Linked DNA regions of Mus musculus: regions 2 and 3 are each linked to region 1. Evidence: chromatin contacts called from public HiChIP or PLAC-seq data. All regions are on one chromosome and are shown on one strand. Each heading gives the region's core, a stretch centred on a gene start, on an enhancer-like site or on the middle of the called end of the contact. The rest is flanking DNA. Distances are from core to core; before and after follow the strand shown.

What was found. HiChIP or PLAC-seq counts read pairs in DNA pulled down with a chosen protein or histone mark.
Region 2: an H3K27ac HiChIP or PLAC-seq map of neural progenitor cells shows a contact between it and region 1, with 4 times the contacts expected there. The contact joins the promoter of Ehbp1 here to the enhancer-like site in region 1. A contact is called at or near these places in 6 of 484 Hi-C or Micro-C datasets (cerebral cortex, muscle stem cells, myocytes and 1 more), 5 of 115 datasets of contacts at active chromatin or transcription factors (astrocytes, embryonic stem cells and neural progenitor cells) and 1 of 9 other capture datasets (pancreatic islet).
Region 3: an H3K27ac HiChIP or PLAC-seq map of neural progenitor cells shows a contact between it and region 1, with 4 times the contacts expected there. The contact joins two enhancer-like sites. A contact is called at or near these places in 1 of 15 datasets of contacts at CTCF or cohesin (the NIH/3T3 cell line), 3 of 484 Hi-C or Micro-C datasets (the 3T3-L1 cell line, the HL-1 cell line and uterus) and 3 of 115 datasets of contacts at active chromatin or transcription factors (embryonic stem cells, neural progenitor cells and stem cell-derived neural progenitor cells).

The regions. Positions count from the first base shown.
Region 1 is chr11:22,458,000-22,460,771 of GRCm38.p6, forward strand. No RefSeq gene overlaps it. Among named protein-coding and RNA genes, the nearest start is that of Gm39609, 16 kb to the left of the region's middle. Within about 2 kb of position 1,427, at least 27 of the 459 cell types and tissues checked have an H3K27ac peak or open chromatin away from gene starts, as enhancers often do. A contact at or near this core is called in astrocytes, muscle stem cells, neural progenitor cells and 1 more, where this site is marked.
Region 2 is chr11:22,285,350-22,288,121 of GRCm38.p6, forward strand. Ehbp1 (EH domain binding protein 1) reads right to left here and starts at 1,446. Exons shown (of 25, transcript NM_153078.4): 1 at 1,333-1,446; 2 at 139-525. The coding sequence starts at 242.
Region 3 is chr11:22,586,663-22,589,434 of GRCm38.p6, forward strand. No RefSeq gene overlaps it. Among named protein-coding and RNA genes, the nearest start is that of Gm51939, 3.6 kb to the left of the region's middle. Within about 2 kb of position 1,414, at least 94 of the 459 cell types and tissues checked have an H3K27ac peak or open chromatin away from gene starts, as enhancers often do. A contact at or near this core is called in neural progenitor cells and stem cell-derived neural progenitor cells, where this site is marked.

The DNA.
Region 1 (2,772 bases), core at 177-2,676:
CTCCTTTTGCTTGTATTGACCCACCCCTCCGGCTGATAAGTGTCTGTACTTCCCCTTTTGCTTGTGCATTTAAGCCTTGGACCTTTCTCAATACATTGGGGTCTTGATACAACTTCAGAACGGTTTCCGTGTCATTACTCGTACAAGACCCTCATCTCTCTCTACCCCCCATTTGGTTATTAGGAGGAGGTCCCCTCGAGATCCTCGAATAACTGGACCTGCTGGATGGGTCACCTACTGAGGTGATGCAATACCATGACCAGAGCAACTTATAGAAGAAAGCATTCATTTAGGTCTTACAGGGTTAGCACCTATGGCCCTATTGATAGGGAGCATGGTAACAGATAGGTATGCTGGAGCAGTAGCTGAGAGCTCATATAGCAAGGGGGGGAGGAAGAAGGAGAAGGAGAAGGAGAGGGAGAGGGGAGAGAGAGAGAGAGAGAGAGAGAAAATTTGGAATGGATTTGAAATGAAACCTCAAAGCCCAGCCCCAGTTATATACCTCCTCCAACAAGTTCTTATCCTTCCCAAACAGTTCTAATAACTGGGGACCAAGTATTCAAATATATGAGCCAATGGGGGGAATTCTCATTCAAACCACCAATTGTGCTGACTTAAAAAATAATAATAATTCAGAACACTAAAAACAAGCAGCAAGTATGCTGTACACATGTATGCTTAAAGAGGCATGGCATTAGCAGGGTCTCAATGGTCTGCTGCCACACCTGATCACCTGGCTTCAATTCTTAGAACCCACATGGTGGAAGGTGAGAACTGACTCAAGGTTGTCCTTGGAATCCTATACATGTGCCATAATACATGTTCATACACACAAGATAAATAAATCAAAATGTAATTTTAACAAACATTTTTTCAGAAAGAAGTAGCAAAAAACCCCACAAAAACAAAAAACTCTATGCGTCTCTGTTTAACTTAGAATGGACTCTGGCTGACAGAATTGCTGTAGCTAAGAGACATGCTCTGCCCATGAGGGGTCCTCTCTGGGTAAGTTGCCAACCTCCACTGCTCAGTGAACCTCATGGACTCCCTCCCAGCTTCTGTGCTCTTTGTTTGTTAGCAGTGAAAGGAATTAGAACTACAAAGGAGGCGCTGGCATTAGTGTGCTTGTGAACTCCAAGTCATCCAAGTAACAGTGCAGAGCCTCCTGCATAGGAATCATGTGACATTTCAGACAGCAATAGGGTGACTTTTACACAAGGACACAGCCTTAGCCTATTCAGTATTGTCTCCTTAACCCCGACCTCAAAGCTGGAAGACTTCATGACAACCAGAACTTGGCCAGCCAAAGCTTCAGAAAGCCAAGACTTTTGAGGTTGTGACTATCATCTCTCCCAAGTCTGGGCATGAGATGAAAATTCTATGCCTAAGCCTCTAAAATCTCAGCTAGGCACCTCCTCTATGTGGTGCTGTTCCACTGAAACAATGCAGCTGCTGTAGCTGGTTTGCCATGCATCCTGGATCTTTTTTTCCAAGCCTGTGGAGGTTTCCAAGATTGCTGTGATTTTCGCTGGCACTCAGACCACTGGCCCTGCTGCAGCTCCAGTGCTCATCAGCTTGGTCTGCTGGGTTTCCCTGAGTGGTCCTCTGGCCTGGAATACAAAAGAAGCTGGAAGCAACTGCTGGGGCATGTGTATTCGTGGGTTTGGTGTGACTGCTTGGGCATGCGTGTTGTGGGCTTGGTCCTGGAGTAGACTGTGGAAGCAGCCTTCGAGACATTTAACTCCTTTCACCAAAGAAAAGAAAGCTTGTTGTTGATTGACAACACTAATCAGTCTTAAGGATTGTATGTATATCAGGTGGGATTCCCAAGTAGAAAGAAGCAAGACGAGTATTCCCTTCTGTATGAGCAGTGCCAGAGGAACCAGCCATTTGTTGGGGAAAGTTTTCTTAACAAGGCTATATAACTCAGGATGAGTCCTTGGTAAGGGCATAAGCGTTTAGGAAGCAGTGGAGTATATATATATATATATATATATATATATATATATATATATATATATGTAATGTAATGCTGTCACAAGGAAAGATGTTCAGAAGTTGGCAAACCCTGGGCAAACCTTTTTGGAGATAAATCAGCTGGGAATACATCCTAACCAATATATAGTCTGCCCTTGAACCAAAACACAAATTTAAAGTAACTTGGCAATGGTTACAAAAACGTACCATAGTTTAGTATGAGCTCTCAAAGAAATAAGTTTGTAATCGGTTCTTCTTTCTCCAAAGAACAGTAAAAAGCCCACAGCTCTATAAAGCTGGTGAGCCTCAACAGACATTGTAAGTCTAATTGAAGCTAGAAACGTTTTTTCCAAGTCTCTCTGCTGCTTTCCTAATACATTCCAGGGAATCTTGTCTTTTCTAGTCACCATAAAGGGAAAGAGACAAAGTGGGTAACTGAGAAGGTTCTTACAAGGAGGGACTCAGGTGGAAAATGTTCTATCTATGAGCAAGGTGATTGCAAATGGTGCCTGCTGGGACATAAAGGTCATAGCAAGAGATACTAGTCTGGTTTGGAGAGGGGCAGTAGGTCCAGAAAGACTTGTTTATACATCGTGTTTGTTTCTTTCTAAGAAAGATTTAGTTTACTTGTATGTTGATAGGAAAAGTCATAAGGCACAGAGAAGCTGTAGTACTCTTCTCTCTGTTGGGGGTGTGAGGTGAAGATGAGGTTTCTGGGTAGACTTGGATCACAGCATACTGGAGTATTTAATCATAAACAGAATGGAATGTTCTACTTATGGTACAATGTGAAGA
Region 2 (2,772 bases), core at 196-2,695, 170 kb before region 1:
GTTAGAGTATCTGCACCGTCCACAGCTTCTACACACTTGTGTACCACTGCAAGGTAAACTGGCTACCAAAAGACCCACAGTCCAAGCTACAGGATGGTTAGGCAACAAGACATTAATCTACCCCTAAGCACGTCTTACCATTTCTTTGTACATTCAACCATCAGCTCCTGGTAGGAGGCCACAAACTGGAACTTGGATGCATGTTTTCCCACACGCTGCAGTCGCTTCCAAACTGAAGCCATGGTGATAGGCCAAGAGACTGGAACAGTTCTGGATTAGCAACACAGCAGCTTTGATAAAGCACACGAGCCTTGCATGTATGTCAGTACTTTCAACAAAAACTAGAACTTGAAATGATGCTTGGCGTCCATAAGTCTTCTCCCTGTCTCACAGGGTAAATCCTATCTTAGATCAATGGCCCAGTCAAGAACAGCTGATGTACAGGACAGGATGACTGAGAGGAGGTTCCCTCATGGAGACATCATCATTCCACTTCAGGGACTATATGACGTGGGTTCTGGAGAACTGAAAAGCAAAACACAGACAGAAAGAGAAAGAATATGAGGACAGACGCATGAGAAGTGTTAGATAAGACCGAAACAACCTCTGCTATCTGCGTGGTTTTCAAACAATGAAACAAAACCCCGGCCTCAAAAGCCAGTAACATCAAGGATGGAAGATACTAAGGAAGAAATGACAAATCACACCGAAGACAGGCGGCAATACACCAGGTTGTCAGAACCAACAATTGAGAGATGCCAGTCGGGCCCTGCCTTCCCTACCTAGCATAGCAGAAGGAAGAACAGGGCGGGAAAGTCAGGATGCTGTTTGATATATCTACCACCAGTTAGGAGTTATTTTTTAAATAAACTTTATTTTTCAGCTGATAATGAATAGCCTCGAGCTACTGAATATGTACTTAGCACAACCAGGGTGCAGGGAGAAATGCTGGTTCTGTAGGAGAGGGAAATGGATGGAGAACTAGCAGTGGAGGGAAATCTCACGGCAGAGAGAGGGCAAGGTCCCAGCTCCAGGCCACTTTGCTTCCCCTTCACCTTGGCTGCCAGGAGGAGGGGAATGGAAACTCCTGCCTGGGCTTGAAGCGATGACCAGCCAGGCCAATGGACAGTGCGAGGTGCGGTGCCTCCCTCCCCCATCAGGGGCAGCCGGCCTGAGCCTCGCCTCCTCACGCACCGAGTGCAGACCCCTGTCTCTCCGCAGAGACAGGCGTTGCCAGCTGCGGTCCCTGTCACCCAAGCCTTGCTGTTAGACCCCAGCCTCGGTCCCCGAACCCCGGCCCCTCCGCTCGTCCACTCCAAGCCCTCCTCACACCTCTAATCCCGCTGTCCCCTCCTTAGAGCCGCTCCTCGGTCGCCGCCGCCTCAGAAGCAGCTACCGCCACCGAGTCCTCCATCCCTGCTGGAGCCGCGTGGAACAGCGAAGCCCGGCGCGGTGCTCGTTTGCGGGAGCCGGGGTCTGCAGCTTCCCGGGCGGACGACGCCCGCCCCCTCCCGGAGCAGCGCCCCCTCCCCGGCAGAGCGCCCAGCGACCGTCCCCCTCCGGCCCGCCCGCCCGAGCGAGCCCTGCCAGAGCCGCGGTTCAGCGCCCAGATCCCCCTCCCCCGCCTCCCTCGGCCGCCACCACCATCATTACCTCCCCCGCCGCACCTCTCACACTAACCCTACCCACGGCGGCTCAACCTCCGTCCGCCTCGCCGCCATTGGCCGAGTCTGCGGGAGCCCCGCCTCCTCGGCGGGCGGGCCTTAGGACGAGCGAGGCACTCCATTGGTAGATCTTCATGCCGGTCATAGGGGATCCACCCCCCCAGTTTTTTTTTTTCCCTTAGGTGGAACCCGCCCGGTCTACCCTCTTCTTCTTTAAAAAAAAAAAAGTGTAAATCACGAAGGACGATCCCGCCCATTCCCTGGAATGGTTGAGGGCAGCGGGAGGCGGGAGGACTAAGAATGTTTATAGTGAACTGGAAAGCCATTGCAGAAGGTGGCTGTCCGTCAAAGGCGCCGTGGCTGCTGGGCAGGGTTTCTGGCTCCTGGTGTATGAACTGAGCAGAGTCTGATTCCAGCGGCTGCCAGAGACACTGAGGTGCTGTGGTTTCTCTCCTATTCTCTCCCATCCCCACCCACGAACTGGCTGCTCCTCTCCTGCGCCACTAGCAGCCAGCGGTTTTGCACACACAGCCTTTATTTCACTCAGTTCTTTCCGAGTTTTTCCCTGACCTTGCCAGGAGCCTGCCCCAGGTTCAAGGAGGGCTAAACTGGACATAAATGTTTACAGTACAGTCTCTTCTTGTCCTCATTCTCAGCATTTCTTTGAATCTTGCATTCTCGTGTTCCTTTGCGGTCTCATTATCCTCTGGTATGAGCTGTGGGTGGATTAGGGAGTGGTTGACTATGTGGAAAGGGTGGTTAAAGGCAAGGGAGAGGACGAAATAACTTAATAGTTTGAGAGCAATGTTGTTTACGTCTATTAAGAGGCAGCTGACATGGCCTGAAACTGTATTTCCAGAGGTTAGCATGGTTTTCCTGCTTCAACATCCAGGTTACTGAGATCGCTGAGATGTTAGGTGTACACCCTTGACATCACAAGTATATAGCACAAGATCCCTTTTGAGGCTGTGAAAGCTATAGACTTCTCAAGGGGCAGAAAATATCCATCCTATCCAAAAAACAAAAATTTGCTTTCAGCCTTAGATGTTTCACAGACATCTAAGGTGTAGAGAAAGAATGAAGAATAAAATTACAACTTTTCGGGACT
Region 3 (2,772 bases), core at 164-2,663, 130 kb after region 1:
AGGCAAGCCAGTGTTTGGTTTTTCATCCAGAAAGGGAACTTGGTGGTAGCATCTCAGCCCACCAAGGGGATCCTGTTTAAGTAGTTAGGGCCTGGCATAGCATGATGATGCCCGTTTTGCCTAACGACCTTTTGATGGAGAAGGCAGGTCTGAAAAGGTTGACTTTCTTTGCAATTCTGGGCTAAGGCTCAGTGCTAAGAACACATACCTGCATTCCACATAGCGTGCATGATCCTCACTGTAATAGCTGAGATCTTAAAGTTCTGAGGCCAGCCCTGTAAGCAACCTGAAGCTGTAAGACTAGGAATTCCAGGTATGCAAAAGACCCCAGATACGACCTCCCACCTGCAGAAGTGCACATCCAAAAAAAAAAAAAAAAAAAAGTGGTTTTTGCCTTTAAAAGCCACTCCTCCTTTTTGCTGGACCTCAGTCTCCAATCCAAACAAGGCGACTGGTCAGCTGCAGCTTAAATAAAATTTAACCAAGTTAAATTCAGTAAAGCTGGGCAGTGGTGGCACAAGCCTTTAAAGAACTTGGAAGGCAGAGGCAGGCAGATCCTGAGTTCTCGGCCAATCAGGTCTACAGAGTGATTTCCAGGACAGAGAGACCTTATCTTGAAACACTCAGTACTGCAGATTGCTACCCTCTACAGTCTGTTTAGCATGTTTAGTGGGTTTTAATATGTTAGTCTAGATGCCTCTGTGTGCTTCTTGTCAGGGTCTTGACACCAGTAATTCTGTTGTGAGCATTTTCTCAATTTGCCAAAGATGTCTAATGTAATTCTTGGCATCCATTGGGTGACACACTAGAAACTGGAAAAATCCAAAATCAACCACCCCATTGCCCAGTGGTATGTTAATTAATATCATATAATATTAATCTAGAAATATTTTGAGTGGATAGACCAGACAGCAGACCAGACCAAGGTGGTTCCACATGGGAGAGGTTTGGGGGCAGCGAAGCAGGTAGAAGGGCAGAGAAAAGGAAAAAGAGAGAAAGGAAGAGGTGACTTCCTAATTTATATAGAAAATGATGTCATGCCAGTGAGGGTGGGAACTGAGCCAAATGGGTTGTGGGATTGAGGGTCGTTGTCCTGGCAACGCAGGTCAAGGGTCACATTGTTAGGCCGAGGCTTGGAGTGTCCTGGTACTAACACCCAGTGCCCAGAAATAACCCTGAAGAGTCCCTGATGGTCCTGGAATTTTGGTCAACTGGAAAAGGAGGTTGTCAGCTAGCAGATCTTCCAGCCCTAAGCTCAGTCAGCTCTGTGAGGCTTGGAGTAAATCCAAATAGCTTTATTTGGGAGCCAGACAGGAAAGGTTCCAGCCAGACCCAATGAGTACACATCCTTCACACACTGGGTTTATTCTTTAGTAGTGAACTAAAATCGTTCTGAGCCCAATGTCTGCAGGAATAAAATGGACAAGGACTGTGAAGGAGCTGTCGTGTGGGCTGCAGGCCCTGAGGCTCTGCCGAGGCTTCCCATGGCCACGTCTTTTTACTAAAGAGGACTATTTGTGGAATCATTTGGATCCCACTGACAGTCTGGCACTTTTGCTAGAAAATGTACAGAGCTCTCTTTGAGACAGGATCTTGACATGGCCCTGACTGGACTGGAACCTGCTGTGTGGAGAGGCTGGCTTCAAGCTGATGGCAAGCTTCCTGCCTCTGTCTTCCAAATGCTGGGATTACAAGGTACACCACACCTGACAGCCCTGCAAAGGTTAGCTTGTTCTATGCAAATGTTTGAAAAGCCTGCATAAATAATCAATGAGCCAAACTATCCCCACATTCCATAAAGAACTCCAAATTCCTCCAGATTTCCTGAAAGAAAAAAAAATCTGTACTCCCTCCATATCCTCAGTTACCCGATGCTGGGGCTAAAACTTCACCAAGCTCTGCTTAGGGGCCTGGGGCTTCAGACTGCTCCACCCCCACCCCACCCCAACCCCCTCCAGCACCCACTCGCCCCTCCTCTCTCCCATGTCTGTGGAATGCCAGGATCCTGGACTCTGTGTCCTGATAGGATTAAGGCATGCTGATGAGGCTATGTATCCCTCTGCCAGATGGACTGAAAGGCTATGGGCTGACCACAATCAGCACTTGGAAAAGGAGCCCAGCCATTAAATGCTTTTCTGCAAGCAAGTTGTCAGCAAACAGCAGGAAGCCCAGCCCCATGTGCTGGGCACAAGATCCTCCCTTCTCCTAGACACCGGACAAGTCCTGTCCTTCCAGACTCAGCCCCAGCTCCATGCCCATCATCTATGCCTTTCAAATGAATTTATTGAATGACTCCTTGTTAGGTTTCAAACCAGGACAGATGGCTGAGGAGTCTATTTACATAGCAAAGCAGACCTGGCCTCCAGACTTTCCCTGTCCCTGTTCTCTCAGTCCCTACCTGTTACAGGGTTTGGCTGGCATACCCCATCCTCTGCCCTGAGCTCTCCAGCCCAGAGGCTGAGCTGTCTTTCCCCACAGAAGTTTTTCACTATAATCCAGCTATTTGGGTCACCAGCGTCATTTGTACCTTTAGCCTCTTAGATGCTTCACCTGGTGTCCCATCTCCCTGCATGTGCCAGCTCAGTCCACTCTGGACTCTCCCAGATGTGTCTGCCTCACTCTCTCTTTTATCTACAATAAGCTTTTCCTCTACCATACCTCTCCTTTCCTTTCCTCTTTATATATTTCTTTTTTTCTTTTCATTGACCCCTGGTGTCTAGGAATGGGCTAGGGATGGCGATAGAGAGATGAACTCTGCATTCCCTATTTGCA